Regions from separate parts of the Zea mays genome. Here regions 2 and 3 are each linked to region 1. Evidence: chromatin contacts called from public Hi-C data. All regions are on one chromosome and are shown on one strand. Each heading gives the region's core, a stretch centred on a gene start, on an enhancer-like site or on the middle of the called end of the contact. The rest is flanking DNA. Distances are from core to core; before and after follow the strand shown. Region 1 holds the start of LOC100304248. Region 2 holds the start of LOC100277803. Region 3 has its middle 48 kb from the start of LOC100277803.

Region 1 (4,968 bases), core at 1,516-4,015:
GCTTATATCAACATCAGTACATCACTACTTCAGGAAGAATTGAAGATCCACTCACCAGTCAGGTAGTCACCAGTCGTCAAGTCCGACGCGAGGGATCGGAGCGTCCTGCCGCCTGCAGACTGCAGCCATCGTGAGATGAAGAGCCGAGGAGGTGATGTCGTGAGGAGCGGACGATTGCGGTCGTCGTGGGCTCGTGGCCGAGCCTGCCGTCCGTGGCTCCGTGTGTTGTGCGTCAGTGTGTGGGCGTGTGGCTGGCTAGCTGTCGGCTGGAGCTGCCGACCTGCCGTCGCTGCCGACCTCTAGGTCTAGGGTTTGGAATTGGGAGTCTGCGTCTTGCGTGGGGCATGTACGCGTGCGTGCGGGCTGACGGGTTGTGCAATGCCGTCGTGGCTTACTGGCCTGCTTCTGCCGTTGTGGCTTTACGGGTTGATGTTGCTTGCTTGTGCGTGAGTACCGTGCAGACCAGACCATGTTGCCATGTTGGGCTGTTGGCCTTGCTGCCTTGGCCATGTGGGCTGTGGTCGTGGGTTAGGTTTGGCGCGGGGCGTGGGCTGTGATCTGTCGGATATTTGTTCGGATAGATGTCGGATACATCCGATCAAAGTCATGGATATTCGATATCCAACGGATATCAGTCATATTATATTTGGATTCGACATCCGAACAGACTATTTGTAACCGTTTTCCGAAAAAATCTGAATATCCGAAAATTCTATCCGAACCAGTGTTCACCATCTTTGAATCCGGATCCGGATGTATATTTTCCGAACCATATTATATCCCTACAAAAACAGCTCTACAGTGAAGATATAAGTAGAGAAATAAACAACTCTACAATAAAATTGAGATCTATATTGAATTTTAAGCTACTTTGAATCTTTTAGAATGAAACCAGCGCACATTTGCGCCCGTGGAAGGCATCCACGTCACCATGATAAATAGATATCGTCAATTTAAACTACAATGTAATACCATCCGTAGGATCTTGGCCCAAACAGTAGGGATCTCTCTAGAAGACATGTGATGTCTAGGGAAGGCATCCACGTCATCATGCAACCTAGAAAGCACACAAAAATAAGAGAGAAAGCAAAATAAAAAAGGAAAAGTCGCAGTTGTGGCTCTTGAAGGTCCTCTGTAGGGAAGCGACTGAATGGTACTAATAAAACAATAGTACAGGAGAACCCATAGACAGAGGAGAGAAAAACTAAAAGTAAAAAGAGAAGGAAGAGTCATGACTTTGAGTATTTGCACCTAGGCCCAATCGATTCATCAAAATAGATCAAAATAGCACCTGGTGATTTAGAAGTGCACCAGAAAAAGAGGTACAACCAAAGTCTTAACAAAATATTTGCATGTAGATTCTTCATCACATTATGTATATTAATTCTTCATCGCTCCATCGCTAAGTTCTAATTTTTTAATTAATAAAATATAAAATAACAACAAGCTTGGTTCCCATTTAAAGTGGCGAATGAGCTATTTGCTACAATGCCTACTAGCGCCAACTGAAAAGAGAAAGGAAACAATTTGATATACTTTGTTGGCCTTGTACCAATTATTTGGTTTAGAGTTATGTCCGCCTTCTGCTATTTTCCTATTAAAATATAGAAAGAAACCATATTAAATAAATAATAACAGACATTCTCTTTAACAAGTTCAAATATTACAAATGATGCATTTTTGCTAGGACATCATATACCCATTCGCCGTCCTGCTGTGACATTTACCTTCCGCAACCTTGAATGCAAAAGATTCTTCATAAAATCACTTCCTATGTTGTCATTATGATAAAACATTAAAGGATTTTTGTAATATAAATAGCACAAGTACTTCATACTTCTCTATTTGACGTCTTACTCCAAAAAATTATATAATGAGAAAAATCAATATAACAATAGCTCCAACAAGGCTAACCTTAAGCAATAGACAAAAAAAAACAGTAGATTACTATGGAGTAATATTTCAACCAAAAAAGCTTGTTCTTCCCTAGCAATAGCAACAACAACTGTCACACAAAGAAACAACTTTGGGAACCGAATGTCCTAAATTACCCGGTCACTTAATTTTTTGTATCAACGAGTTAGTTTACACCTTACAGTCAACCATGAATGGACTCTGTTGTAATTCTTTAGTAACAACTATTTGTTAACTCAAATTCGTTAGCCTGATTTGGTTATAATGATTTGTTAGGTCTAGGTCCATAGTTTAGCGAACCGCCTCTTAGAGAGAGCGCCAACGGCACACCACGCTTTCTAGTAAAGCTGAGATTTATGCTGTAAAGTACTACGGCCCATTTTCCGCTGAGTAGTATAGCATAAAACCCAACAAAATCAACAAAGCCCAACATGCGACCCAACCAAATAACACGAGGCCCATCTAAGCCCACCACACGCCCCACACGTCAGCCCACTGCCAATAGGGCCCCACACCCCACTCCCCACCACCTCGTTTCCCGCCCGCTCTCAGGCCTTCTCTCCGACTTCTCTCCCCTCCCAAAATTCTCAAACCCCCAACCCCAACGCCCCTCCCCAATCCCTTAGCCATGGAGGCCTCGGCGCCCGCCCCGCCGCGTTTCACTGTGGCCGACCTCCTCCGGCTCCGCCGTCCCACAACCGGCGCCTCCTCCCTCCTTTGCCTCTCCGTCCCCACCTCCACCTCCACATCCCGACCCCGTAAAAAGCACAAGCTCTCCGCCCCAGTCCCAACCTGGAGCACCGGCACGGTCCCGTTCGCGCCGATGTCCCACCCCGTGCTCCTTTCCGGCACGCTCTCCCTCCCCTCCGCCTCCTCCCCGATCTCCTGCCGCAGCAACTGCTTTTCCTTCTCCGACCCATGCCCCACCGCTGCCTCCCCGGCCACCGCGGCCGCCTCCGTCTGCTGCTGCATCCTCGACTTCGATCCCGCCGCTCTGGGCCGCGTGATCCGTGTCCTTGCGTGGAACTACCTACCCTCACTGCGCCTCCACGCCGAGCCGGGCGTACTCGAAGTGGTCCGCTGGCACCTCGAGGAGTCCGCTCCTCCCGTGAAATATAGCTTCCTGGCGACGGTCCCCTTCCGTTTCCCGGATCAAGAGCCCGACTTGGCTACCCGCGGCTGCGCATTTGGTTTGGTCAGGTCCGTCAGCATTGTGTTCAGTATGCCGCTTGCCAAGGCTGATGCAGGAAGCAGAAATTCAGTTGGGTTTCTGGCGGAGATTTTGTGTTGTGGGTGTCGCCGCTGCTGCAGGGCGACACCGCCGGAAGATGCCCAGACTCACATGTTTGAGACGATGAAATTTGTCTACTTTGTGGATGCGTCTAGCATGTGGCGGCCGGTTCTAGTGTGGCTTGTGGGGAGGCTGGTGTACATTTCTGGGTTAAGTAAAAAAATGGTTTCTGTTGGGGACAAAGCCTCACACACAATTTTGGTGTCATCTGCGAAGACAACCATGGCATGGTGCCCATCCTACAGGGGCAGTCTGCCATTGGATAACTTACCTGAAAAGTGCGGTGGAGAGTATGCTGGGGTTATCACTGGAATTTATTCACAGGGTCTGGTGGTTGAGCTGGATGACACTGCATGGCTGCTGATTGATGATCAGAAGCTTCTGCCACCACATTCCCTTCGAGTTGGTGCCATTGTATGTTGCAACTTTACAACTTCACCTTCAAATTTTCAGTCTTAAATTTTCCATCTCAAGGTGCCACTTACCTATTTTACTTCTTTGTAGGTCTCTGTAAAGAACTTTCGAGCAGTGTGTCTGAACTTTGCTTGGACACGGGTTGTTCTGCTTGCAACTTGCAGTAAAACCTGCATTACTGTAAACTGTTTTTCCTTGGTGGATTCCAAGTAAGCCAGGAACTATTCCCATGTTACTACACACTATTCCATCTGTCCATCAATGTAGGATCAATTTTGATGGAGTCTTCAAAAGTAGATTATCGCCTTTAATATATTTTTCAATAGATTATCAGTTGCTACAAAATAAACATCATAATAAAAAGAAATCTGAAATATAAATATACCTATACAACATTATACACAAACATTGCATATAATTTAACTAATTGTTCGTCAAACCTTACAAAGTTCGATTTATCCGATTCAAGACAAACTTTTACATAATGGACGGAGGGAGTATTACAGATATCATCCAACAGCTTCCACTCTTGATGCAGAATTCATTTGAAGACAGATAACAAGGGCCTCTTAGGAACGTTTGTTGACTCATTGGAGATGCCTGCTCGATTTTGGTTTGAACTTTGAACTTTTTATGCTTTAACTTTTATGAGATATACTTGTTAGAGATGAAGAAGAAATGGCAACTTGTCTATTCCATAGGGCCCAAAGGGCAAAAGTACATGTGTACACTTTACAGGGAGAACCCTAGAGTACAAGAAAAGTAGAAAACACACTAGTATACATATACACTAACACTCCCTCAAACTCATGATGGATCAACAACACTGAGTTTGGAAAGAAGAAAACTATGTTGAGCTCTTGTATGGGCCTTTGTAAGCAAATTCTCAAGCTGAAACTCTGAAGGCACATACTGAAGGGAAACCACATGATCCTGAACTACAGTCCGAACATAAAACAATCGATGCCAATATGTTTAGTGAGTTGATGCTTTATCGGATCCCGAGCAATACTAATAGCACCGCTACTATCACACCGCACAGTCGTAGGAGTAGTAAGAGAAATCCCAAAGTTAGCCAACAGCCATCGAAGCCATGTCACTTCAACCGTCACACAAGCCAAGGCACGCAACTCAGCCTTAGCACTGGAATGAGCAACAACAGTCTGCTTCTTGGTCTTCCATGAAACCAAGGAGGAGCCAAGAAAGACACAATATGCAGAGATCGACCTGAAATCCGAAGGATCAGTATCCCAAGTCGCATCAGAATAAGAAGAGAGCTGAAGAGAGATGGTGCTAGAAAAGAACAAACAACTGTAAATGGTGCCACGAAGGTACCGAAGCACACGAAG
Region 2 (4,968 bases), core at 847-3,346, 240 kb before region 1:
CATCTGCAAATCAAAAGAAAGAAGAATATTAGAGAACATAAACTGCACTCGTGTTACATTTAGGTTATGGACCTGATGCTGTCGATCAATATACCGAACAAGATTACCAAAAAAAGCGAAACATTTTAAAAGATTGAAAGGCTAAAGAAGGCAACTGAATATTATTAGTTGGTTCAAGTTCAATCACAGAAAGCAGTGCAAGTTCACAGATGATTGAGTTATCTTTTTGTTCACTGAAACACCAAAAGTAGACCACTAAGTCTTAGTGTACCCACCAATTGGCTTTACGACAAACTTTACAAACTAACAAAATTATAGAATTTCAAATCTTCCATAGTACCACAAAGTAAGCCACCAAATCCATGAGTCAACAGCACCAATCACATATGACTATTAAGCCAATCCACCCATAAATTCGATAGAACTACTCCAATCAGCTCAGTGTTGAACAAATAACGGCATATACCAAGCAATCATTGGGGAATAACTCCAGATGCCTACTTGCATATGACCACCAGTTTCTATCAGAAAAAAGGGGAAAGAAAAGCAAGTCTGCCTTGATAAAGACTATAGCTCCTTATCCTATATTATACTCTGTGTTATGTCACCTTAACAAATTGAAATTATTGCCAAAACAAGAATTTTGTAACTGAAAAGTGCCGAATTTAGAGTTTATGTCAGCTTGCCAAACAGAAAACTGAACTAGTCACAGTACACAAGAAACAACCAGCTGACATGACTCCTTCCTAATTCTACTTCAGACAGATCCGTGTATTGCTAGTACCGTACGTGATTTCCTTCCAATACTGAACATGTATAGATCTGAATCTTTCCATAAGTATAAATACGAAGTGATATATAGCATGATCGCTTCTTGGTTTTAGTTAAAAAATTAAATGAAAGCACATTGAATTCACATACGAGGTCGGCACGCTCACCAGAGAATCCACCATTGGTGAGGGTGCCGGCGCCAAGAAACCTGCCCTCGTGCCTCCCGGGCTGCTGCTCTTGGCGGCCGTGGCGGTAGCAGGGCACGAGGACGGCGAAGCAGTTCTCGGGGTCGCCATCCGTCTGAAGCTCCGGTGCCTGTGGCTCGAGCCAGCCGATGGACCAGTCGGAGTCGTCCGAGTCAGAGCCGGAGAGGCACCCACCGCCGTCGGACGGGACGATGACCATGTCGTACTCCCGGTCGACACGGGGCTCACCGCGGCTGCGGCGCCGGTTCCTGACCCTCCTCGGGCGCGCGCGGCGGCCGCCGGCGCCCCTGCCGGTGTAGAACGTGACGGTGTCGGGCTCCCGGAAGCCGGAGGGGAAGTCCGGGAAGGAGGAGCTCGTCAGCCCCTCGTTGGGGTGCTCGTGGGCGGCCACCGGCGCCGCGGCGCTCCCCGGCCATAGCCATTGCGTGAAGCGGCTCAGCGCCATGGACATGGCGTAAAAAAAAGGAAAACCCTTGCTTCTCCTCGCGAGAAAAAAAGAGGCTTGGAGCCTCTCGATCGGACCAAAAATCGCGGAGAAATCAGGCAAATTCGTCGTTCCCTTGGATCTGCCGAGTCGAAAACCTAAAGCGACAAGGATATCTCAGATTAAAAAAAAAAGGAACCGATTCACAAGTAGATCCAACGGAAAGCTTTTGGACACAGTGAGCACGAAAATTAGGAAAGCTTCTTCTTTCTTTCAGAGTTCAGAATCACTGGATTGATTGACGAGTAGCACAACTGAAAAAATGGCTCGTTATTGGGGCAAAAATTCTCTAATCCGAAGCGTCTGGGAGTCCAAAACCATTGCCCCGAAAACAAAAGCAGGAAATTTCCCCCCTAATAAATTGGGTTCTTCTTCAAAATCGAGCCCCGAACACCGGCGATAACAATTTGCGGCCCAAAAACACACCCACCCAAGAATATCCGGTAAAAAAAGTTTTCTGATCGAAATCGAGCCCCGGCAAACGCGACTACGATCAAAACCACACCACCTCCTCCCGACCCAGCAACCGCTAATTACTCTCCTCCATGGCCTTCTCCGCTCAGATCCTCTCGCACGCGAGACGCTCCAACTCCAACCTCCGACACAACGCGACGCAACCACCAACCGATTGGGTTAAGGATTGGAGCGAGCCTCGCGGCCGGGACGGATAAGTTTTATAACCCTGGGGCCTGGGCTGGACGAGATCCCCGCCGTCCAAGGGGGGCGCGGGTCCACACAGGCCAATCATCCTGCCGCGAGCGTGCTGACGTGTCGCGCCCCGGGGTGGCCAGCGTGCGGGGCAAGCCCTCGCTTTCGTGCAGTGCCGGGGCACTTCACACTTGTCACTAGGCTTGCGGCGCTTGCCCATTCCGTTTCAATCCTAGGCTTCCTTGCTCAGATGTAGGTTAAAAAAAAGCTTGAGTTTGACGAGTAGGCTCAGCGGCTCGGTTAGATAAGTCTATTTTGTAGCGTGTGAAAAGAGTAAACCAGCTCAGCTTAGCTTGATTCGTTGCTACTCACGCTCGTGGCTTGATCTAACACAATTTGTTACGTAAGATTCTAATTAATATATAGTATTAATATCCAATAGATAATTAATTTATATTATTTAAAATTATAGTACAAAATTAATCTATTTTTATAATATATTAGTAATCTATTTATCTTACTAATTTCAAATATTTTACATATATTATTTTTAAAATTTTACATTATTATTTGGAGCTTAGTAACCCGGAACTGGGAACTTGGCCACGTTCCTCGTTCGGGAACGTGGGAACAATCTCGTTCCAGTAGTGTTAAATCCTAGTTTTAGTAGCGTACCGTGTACCACGTTTCTGTTCCTCGATCTCATCGATCCGAGAACCTGGTTACTAAAATTTGGAGAGCAATTTTACATTAAATTTCAGACTCGCTAGAGAAGCGAGTTAATCCGAGCTAGGCTTGTTATTTGACCAAGCCGACTCGGTTCGTTTCACCCCTACTCGGATGTGCCTGGTCAAGTATGTGTACGTGTTCGTCAGGGGAAACTTCGTTTAATCTGTTATATTATTACAGAATTAATTCTACAATTGCTAGTACTGGTATCGCGTACTCGGAATAATGTGTGCAGATATGTTACTGGTGTGGTGGTGTTTATTTATGTTTATCATGTCAATCACGTTAGTAAAAACACGGAGGCGCTTTGGTCAGACATTCCTTGCCTGCTCAGCGGACGGATCTCGTGTCAGGAACCTGATCGCTAAACATTTTTAACATGTGCCTAATATCATTATAAGCATCATTAGTACATAAAATGATCATTACATTACATTTGAATGAGCATTTAAATTTTGAATTATGTCAAAATGGTGTTTTATGAAGCAACCCGAAAAAATTGTAACGTGACTATGGTATGGTTTGTTATATTAAAATACTATGTATAAAAACATAAAGTTGCAGTGTTTTTGCTCATTTTTAGGAATTAATTGACAACCTAAAATTGGCGGAAGATTCAAATTGAGTGTTTTATAAAAAAATGTGATTGTTGGTTACTAGTTTTCGGTTCCTCACAGGTACCAAAAATAAGACAACATAAATAAGTAGATCTTAAGCTTCTCCTTTTATTTGACTTCCCTTCCAGAGCCAATCAAAGGGAGTAGATGGACACGCAAGCTTTTACAATACCAATTAGCCACAAAGTATAAATGACGAAATTATTTACTTATTTCATTACTTCATGAGGTTTGCTCCATTTTCACAACACAACAAACAATTATAAATATACCTTCGGCTTCGCAAATGAGAACTCGAAGGTATCGGAAGGTATCTTCGGAGGCGGAGCGAATCAGCATTACCAAACTCCAAAATGTATCCTCAATCCATGGCAGTGTTCCTCTATTTAGAGTCCTGAGTTACAACTTCATATGAAATTGCAAACATGCCCATAAATATTATACACATGATTTACAAGTCTTGTAGGGTAACGTCGTCTTTTTCCCATTCCTTCTACGCCGAACAAGCTTCCTGATTAGATATAACAATGGGTACCCGCGACCCGATACCTGATGGGTATTTACTCTATTAGGGTATGTATACAAGCTAAATATTCTACTCATGGGTCTCTTTAGGAAAAAACCTTCACCCAATAGGTAAACGGGTATTAGAACGTTCCGTCCTCACCCATACCCATTAAACCATGGGTATAAAATACCCAGTATAAAAGCGTGAACTTGGCCTTCGACCATCCATCTATTTTGACTATTTAAGAAACTTTTTGGGTGATAATGTCATAAAAGGCTTAACTAAAAGGGAAATAGTCTCAACATTTCCTATAATTGATTTTGGTGTTTGACGACCATCACAAACCTTGTGGACTAAACAGTTTGCCCAATTGATCATTTCACAGGTGCATAAGTTCATCTATAACTATTCTAAATTGAATGTCCGGAATACCGTAGATTATTCCGGACAGGAGAAGATTTTTGGAAAATCACCTAAGCACGGACCGTCCGAGCCCTTGCGGCGAACCGTCCGCGACACCTAGATGACCCTCGGACAGAACCAATGCAAAAACACAAGTCTACAATACGGACCGTCCGATGGAAAAGCAAGCACCGTCCGAGACCAAGCGCGGACCGTCCAGCCTCAGGCGCGAACCGTCCGGTCGGCCCAAGACCGAAAAACCCGAAGGTGACGGGTTCGGTAAAATGAATTATAGCGTCCTCGCGGACCGTTCGGGGTGCACGACCGGACCGTCTGCGACTGTCGTACCTGACATCTGACAACGCATTTAATGTATTATAGCCGTTGATATAGCCGTTACTGCTGACCGTTGGGATTTCAGTCGTTGATGTGCAGGAGCGGACCGTCCGGACCAGGGGCGCGGACCATCCGCGGTTGGCAGAAATAGAGCAACGGCTAGGAAGTGGTTGAGGGCTATAAATACCACCTCAACCACCTCCATTCACTTCACCCAAGCATTACAATCCTTCACATTCAATACAAGAGCTAGCAATCCATTCCAAG
Region 3 (4,968 bases), core at 1,124-3,623, 190 kb before region 1:
AAGAATATAGGGGTCTGCACGCGAAACAGAGGGACGACAGGTTGATTTCTAAAAAGTCGGGGGCTCTTTAACAAATTTACCATGCGAAGGGGTATGGGGCTGTACCGACCGAGAATAGAAACAGCGAGCGAGGGCGCGCGGGACGTGGGCGCCTGACAGGTGGGCTCAGGTGGGGGGGTTGAGGCGTTGACACGTGGAGCTTCCTGGGTGCACGCGCAGAGCGAGGGAGAGGGCAAGGGTGCTCGGCTGGGGGCGCAACTAAGCAGGGGAGGGTGAGTGAGGGTGGACGGGCTCCAGCAAAGGCTCGGGCGCGTGGGAGCGTGGCCGGGAAATGTGCGGTCGTGGCCACGTCCACGGCAGAGAGCGCAGGCGGTTCGTGTCACACCCGGGTTTTAGGAGTCCAAAACCCGAGCGCGAAATTATCACCAGGTGTGCTGGAACCAAGTCTCACACATATGATGACTCATGGTACCGAAACGAATGCAGACAACGACCCAACAACCATAGTTGACTGGGAGACAACGACCTAGACCACTCACGAATTCATCACAACATCCTCCGTGCGCCTCCTCCTATGGTACCTATTCTTAACCTAGGGGGATGTGAGTACAGCAAGGGTGAGCTCACATACGTTCATCGCTCAACAAGTTGTGGGGAATAATGTGCATGAACTCATCAATGGTAGGAGCTCATGTGAAGTGTAAGGTTTACCAAAGGAGATTGTGAAAGCTGAGCATTGCTTTTAAAGTTGGTCCAAATTTTATTAACAGTTACTAAGTATAAGTAGATACCAACCCAATTAAATAAGAGATCACAATTGATAATAACACCCACAATGCAATGCATATGACAGATTATGTTTAGTTCCTTAAGTTAATCATGCGAGAGTCCTGAGCTGTTCATGACCGCGAGAACAGCTGATATACCAGTTTTACACTCTGCAGAGGTTGTGTCCTTTACCCACAAGTCGTGTACCCCGTCTAGCCAGGGTTAGCTAGACCCTTAGACACTTCCGAGGTGAATGACTAGGGATCGACTACGAGACCTTTACAAAGTTCCACTAGCTTCAGAATACCCGCTACGATTTTTAGAAGGGCAATATAGGAATTCCTCACCTGAAATACCATCGCAGCATGATCGACCCGAGAACATCCCTATACATAGCTCCTCTACCTCCCTTGCCCCTTTCGGGTAAGGTAGTCCTCAACTAGCTTTCCTAATTAGTCAGCCAAGGGCGTCCCATTCCACCCTTATGGTAGCACGGATATCTCAAGTTAAGCTCCATGTTCCAATTAACACAATGATCTTGTCATGAACAATAAGTAAAACAACAGTACAACTAGAACATGATCATAATGTAATATTAATTCCAAAACTAGGTAGAGCAATAGCAAAACTACCCAAAAGTTCAGTGGTAAACAAGGTGTGGGATAAACAAGTCTAGGAAGACCTATTAGGTCCCATCAGATTAACCTGAGCATGTCACAATGATTAATAGGAACATTATTAGGTAAATAAAAGTGATCAAGGGCACAACTTGCCTTAGGCTCGCGATTCCAGGTACCAAATTGGTCTTCAGATGCTCGTGACCTCACCGCTATTCGTAGCAATACACACAGATAGAAAAGGGTCACATATAAATAACAGTACACCAAACATGAGAACAAACAAGGTAAAAATATTCTACGCGATGCTACGAGGGCGTAGATCCAAGAACGACTAAAGTCAGAGTTATGGTTATAAAGATATGATTTTCTGAAGAATTTCATGATTAGATAAAAACTATATTCTATGTCGATTAATGAAAAATATATGAGAAAAGATATTCATGAAATAACTAATTCAACTTTAACCTGAATTATAACTTGATTAGGGAGTACATCTTAACCAGATTATAACTAGAGATAGATTAGCCTAGATTAGTAGAGTTATTCAACTAAATATAGATTGAGCACTACCTAATTAATAATACATGTGCTATAGTACAATTGAAGTTGTTAACAAGTATGGAATATTTTTATGAAGCTAACGCCACTTGAACGGGTCAAATCGGAGTTTAAACGAAGGAGATATGGATTCCCTAGGTTTCTAGAATTATTTGTAAACCAAAAATCAATTTCCTTATCTGATTTTATGAACATCACAGCACCCAGGACTGCGGATACTATTTTTAAAAAGAACAGGGTTTAAAATTCACAAAAAACAGGACTTAATTTTAATTCTTTACAACTGTCCTTGGATGGCGGGTTAGTTATCCCGAACCCGAGGGGCTCTTTTACATAAACTCACGGTTGAAGCGGTATGGATACCTCTCAGCCGCACGATCAAAACCCGATGCCCCAGATTAAAATCTCTCATATTCGAGCCGACAGGCACCAGAAACCGTCCGATTCGAGATAAACGGTCCACAATACTCCACGCAATAATCTAGGTGGAACCCATGGATTGCCATCAGGCGGTCACGGTTTTAAATGCCAAAGAGGTGTCTTCCCGTCTAATCTGGAGCGTTCAAACCGAGATCGATGGCCACACACACGTCTTCCTCGCTTGCGCGGACGCTGCCCGGCCACCACGGTGAAGCATCGTCGAAGACCCCCAAATTCGAACCCCATGCAAATTACTCGAATCCTAAACGAGCTACACGCAGAGGACTCCCAAGAGAATGTAATGGTACCCTCCTTACCTTCATCCATGCAGCAATGCCTCTCGGCGCCAACGTCCAGCGACTCCTAGCCCGGCGAGATCCATAACCCGCGACACCGGTCACCCTGGCTCCCGAACCGATGCCCATATGTCCAACGTTCCCAGGCGAGTCCCCCCAAGCAACAAGCCGAGGCTATGCAGCTTCGTAAGCAGGTAGTGACACTCGGATTTTCTCCCTCTCCCTCTCAGCTCTCGGTCACCAATGGCGCACCGGTAGATGGTTGCTCCGATGGTTTTCTGAGGGCATCAAGGAGGGGGCCTTGGTCTTTATAGCCGCGAGGACATGAGCTTGTAGCGGACGCGAAATCAGGGAGTTCGTTGCAACCTGGCGGAGATTCGATGACGGCTCCGGTTGTTGTGATTTCTTCGCGTCTAGTATGGACCCGAGTGGAGGAGAGTTCTGGGTGCTGGGTCCCATCAGTCGATAGCTTCGATCGTGCACAGGTGAACCGGTGTGTAGCTGACCACAAGGACCCGCGTGGCAGTGACTAACTGAGATGCAGATTGGGGAGGAGGAGGTTGATGTATCGGGCCCACGTGATAGTGGAGCGCATGTTGGCATGTGAGGTGAGGCCGCCAAGTGGGTCCCACGGCGCAGTGGCTATGCGCCGGAGGAGGAGCTGGGCCGCGCGATGAGGGTTTTCGGGGAGTAGATGGGCCGGCCAGTGCGGATGTGGCCCAAGAGCAGGATTCCCTTTTCTATTTTCAGTTTTGTTTTCCAATCTAGGTTTCAAATCCAAATTAAACTTAAAATCCAAACTCAATGCACAACCAAAAACCAACATGAATGCAAATATTTTTTGGACTATTTATTTATTTATTATTACGTTCTTTTAAGTAAATGCTCCAAAACAAAGAATCATTCACATAAGAAAACTAAAATTTCAATTAAATCTTTCTCTCTTAAAACTACATATACTCCCACTATAATTCATGAAAGGAATAATTCTTGTAAGCTACTTTACCATATTGTTCATTGGAGAAAATAGTTAAAAACAGCTAAAATTTTATATTCCCCATTTTATTTAGATTTAGGAAATAGTTCCAATTCATATCTTTATTAGAAGGACATTTTGAATTTTAAACTTTTAGAGAATTTTTTGTAAATCCCAAAATTTTATTTTAGGGTGTTTACAGTTCGGGGGGGGGGGGGGGGGGGGGGGACGGTTTCGACAGACGGGGCCCACAGAACAGAGAGAGAGAGAGAGCGGGCGAGTGAACAGGCTTCAGTGCTGACGAGCGGGGCCCACGGGACAGAGAGAGCAAGCGCGCGTAGGCAGAAAGAACCGGTGCTGACAAGTCGACCCCACCGGACAGCTTGAGGGAGAGGGGGGAGAGCGCACGCGGGCGCGACGCTGACAGGCGGGGATCGCCTGTTAGGGAGGGGTGGACACGCGGGCACAGGCGAGCGCGCGTGAGACTGGGCCGAGGTGGGCCTGCTGGGCTGAATTGGCTTTCCCTTTTTCCTGGAATTTATAATTGCTTTTCTTTTTATTTTCTCTATGGATTTCAAATCAAATTCAAACCCCAAACTAAATTCAAATAATTTCAAACATGTGCATCAAACAAAAGAATAATTTAGGCTCAACATGATGCAACAATTCATGACTCACATAGTTTTGACAAAGTAAATAATTAATCCCTCACTTACTGAACCTAACCTACTCAAAAGGAAAGAGAGAGGGAGTTTAGAGAGAGAGACAAGGGGTAACACCTGAATTTGGTAGGCATTTAGAGAAGAAATTTTATACCCCCAAATTTAGGGTGTTACAAGACTGCATCTTCACTACCTAGGTGAATGGCCAGGGATTCACTACGTAGCATTTATAAAGATTCCCCAGAGGTCATAGCCGCCCGTTAGGTTTCTCAAGTTTGATAAACACAATACCTCTCCCCACATGAAGGCTAACTAACAAAAGCAACATGAAAGAACCTCGGCACCATTGCAGAACCACCCAAATTATTCCAGCTTAAGTGTCCAAGTCGCACCCTTAAAGGCAGCAACACACTTAAGCTAGGGCTGTAGGGAGGTCCTTGGTGGCAAGCTCTAAGCTGGCTCCTGGACTTCCTCTTGGGCAACTCCTTGCTCGGGGATGAGCACGTACTCTCCTTCAGCGAGGTTGCAATCTAATGAATGCAATGAATAAGATATATGTATGCTATGATATGCAAATTTAGTAACTATGATGCAAGGTGAAGTTACTATGTTAGCAAGACATAGCTTAGTCTCACTATTGAAGGCTTTAGTAGTATACTTAGTAATTA

What was found. A called contact is a pair of places that touch in the nucleus more often than the background predicts.
Region 2: a Hi-C map of leaf shows a contact between it and region 1, with 2.4 times the contacts expected there. The contact joins the promoter of LOC100277803 here to the promoter of LOC100304248 in region 1. A contact is called at or near these places in 6 of 25 Hi-C or Micro-C datasets (bundle sheath, ear, leaf and 1 more).
Region 3: a contact with region 1 is called in a Hi-C map of ear, with 2.2 times the contacts expected there. The contact joins the enhancer-like site here to the promoter of LOC100304248 in region 1. A contact is called at or near these places in 2 of 25 Hi-C or Micro-C datasets (ear and endosperm).

Annotation. Positions count from the first base shown.
Region 1 is chr7:107,063,178-107,068,145 of Zm-B73-REFERENCE-NAM-5.0, reverse strand. It overlaps LOC100304248, which reads left to right and starts at 2,765. Exons shown (of 15, transcript NM_001361393.1): 1 at 2,765-3,619; 2 at 3,710-3,828; 3 at 4,158-4,232. The coding sequence starts at 3,137.
Region 2 is chr7:107,298,625-107,303,592 of Zm-B73-REFERENCE-NAM-5.0, reverse strand. LOC100277803 reads right to left here and starts at 2,096. Exons shown (of 2, transcript NM_001151281.1): 1 at 939-2,096; 2 at 1-3. The coding sequence starts at 1,428.
Region 3 is chr7:107,251,371-107,256,338 of Zm-B73-REFERENCE-NAM-5.0, reverse strand. No RefSeq gene overlaps it. Among protein-coding and RNA genes, the nearest start is that of LOC100277803, 48 kb to the left of the region's middle. Within about 2 kb of position 2,373, at least 17 of the 20 cell types and tissues checked have an H3K27ac peak or open chromatin away from gene starts, as enhancers often do. A contact at or near this core is called in ear and endosperm, where this site is marked.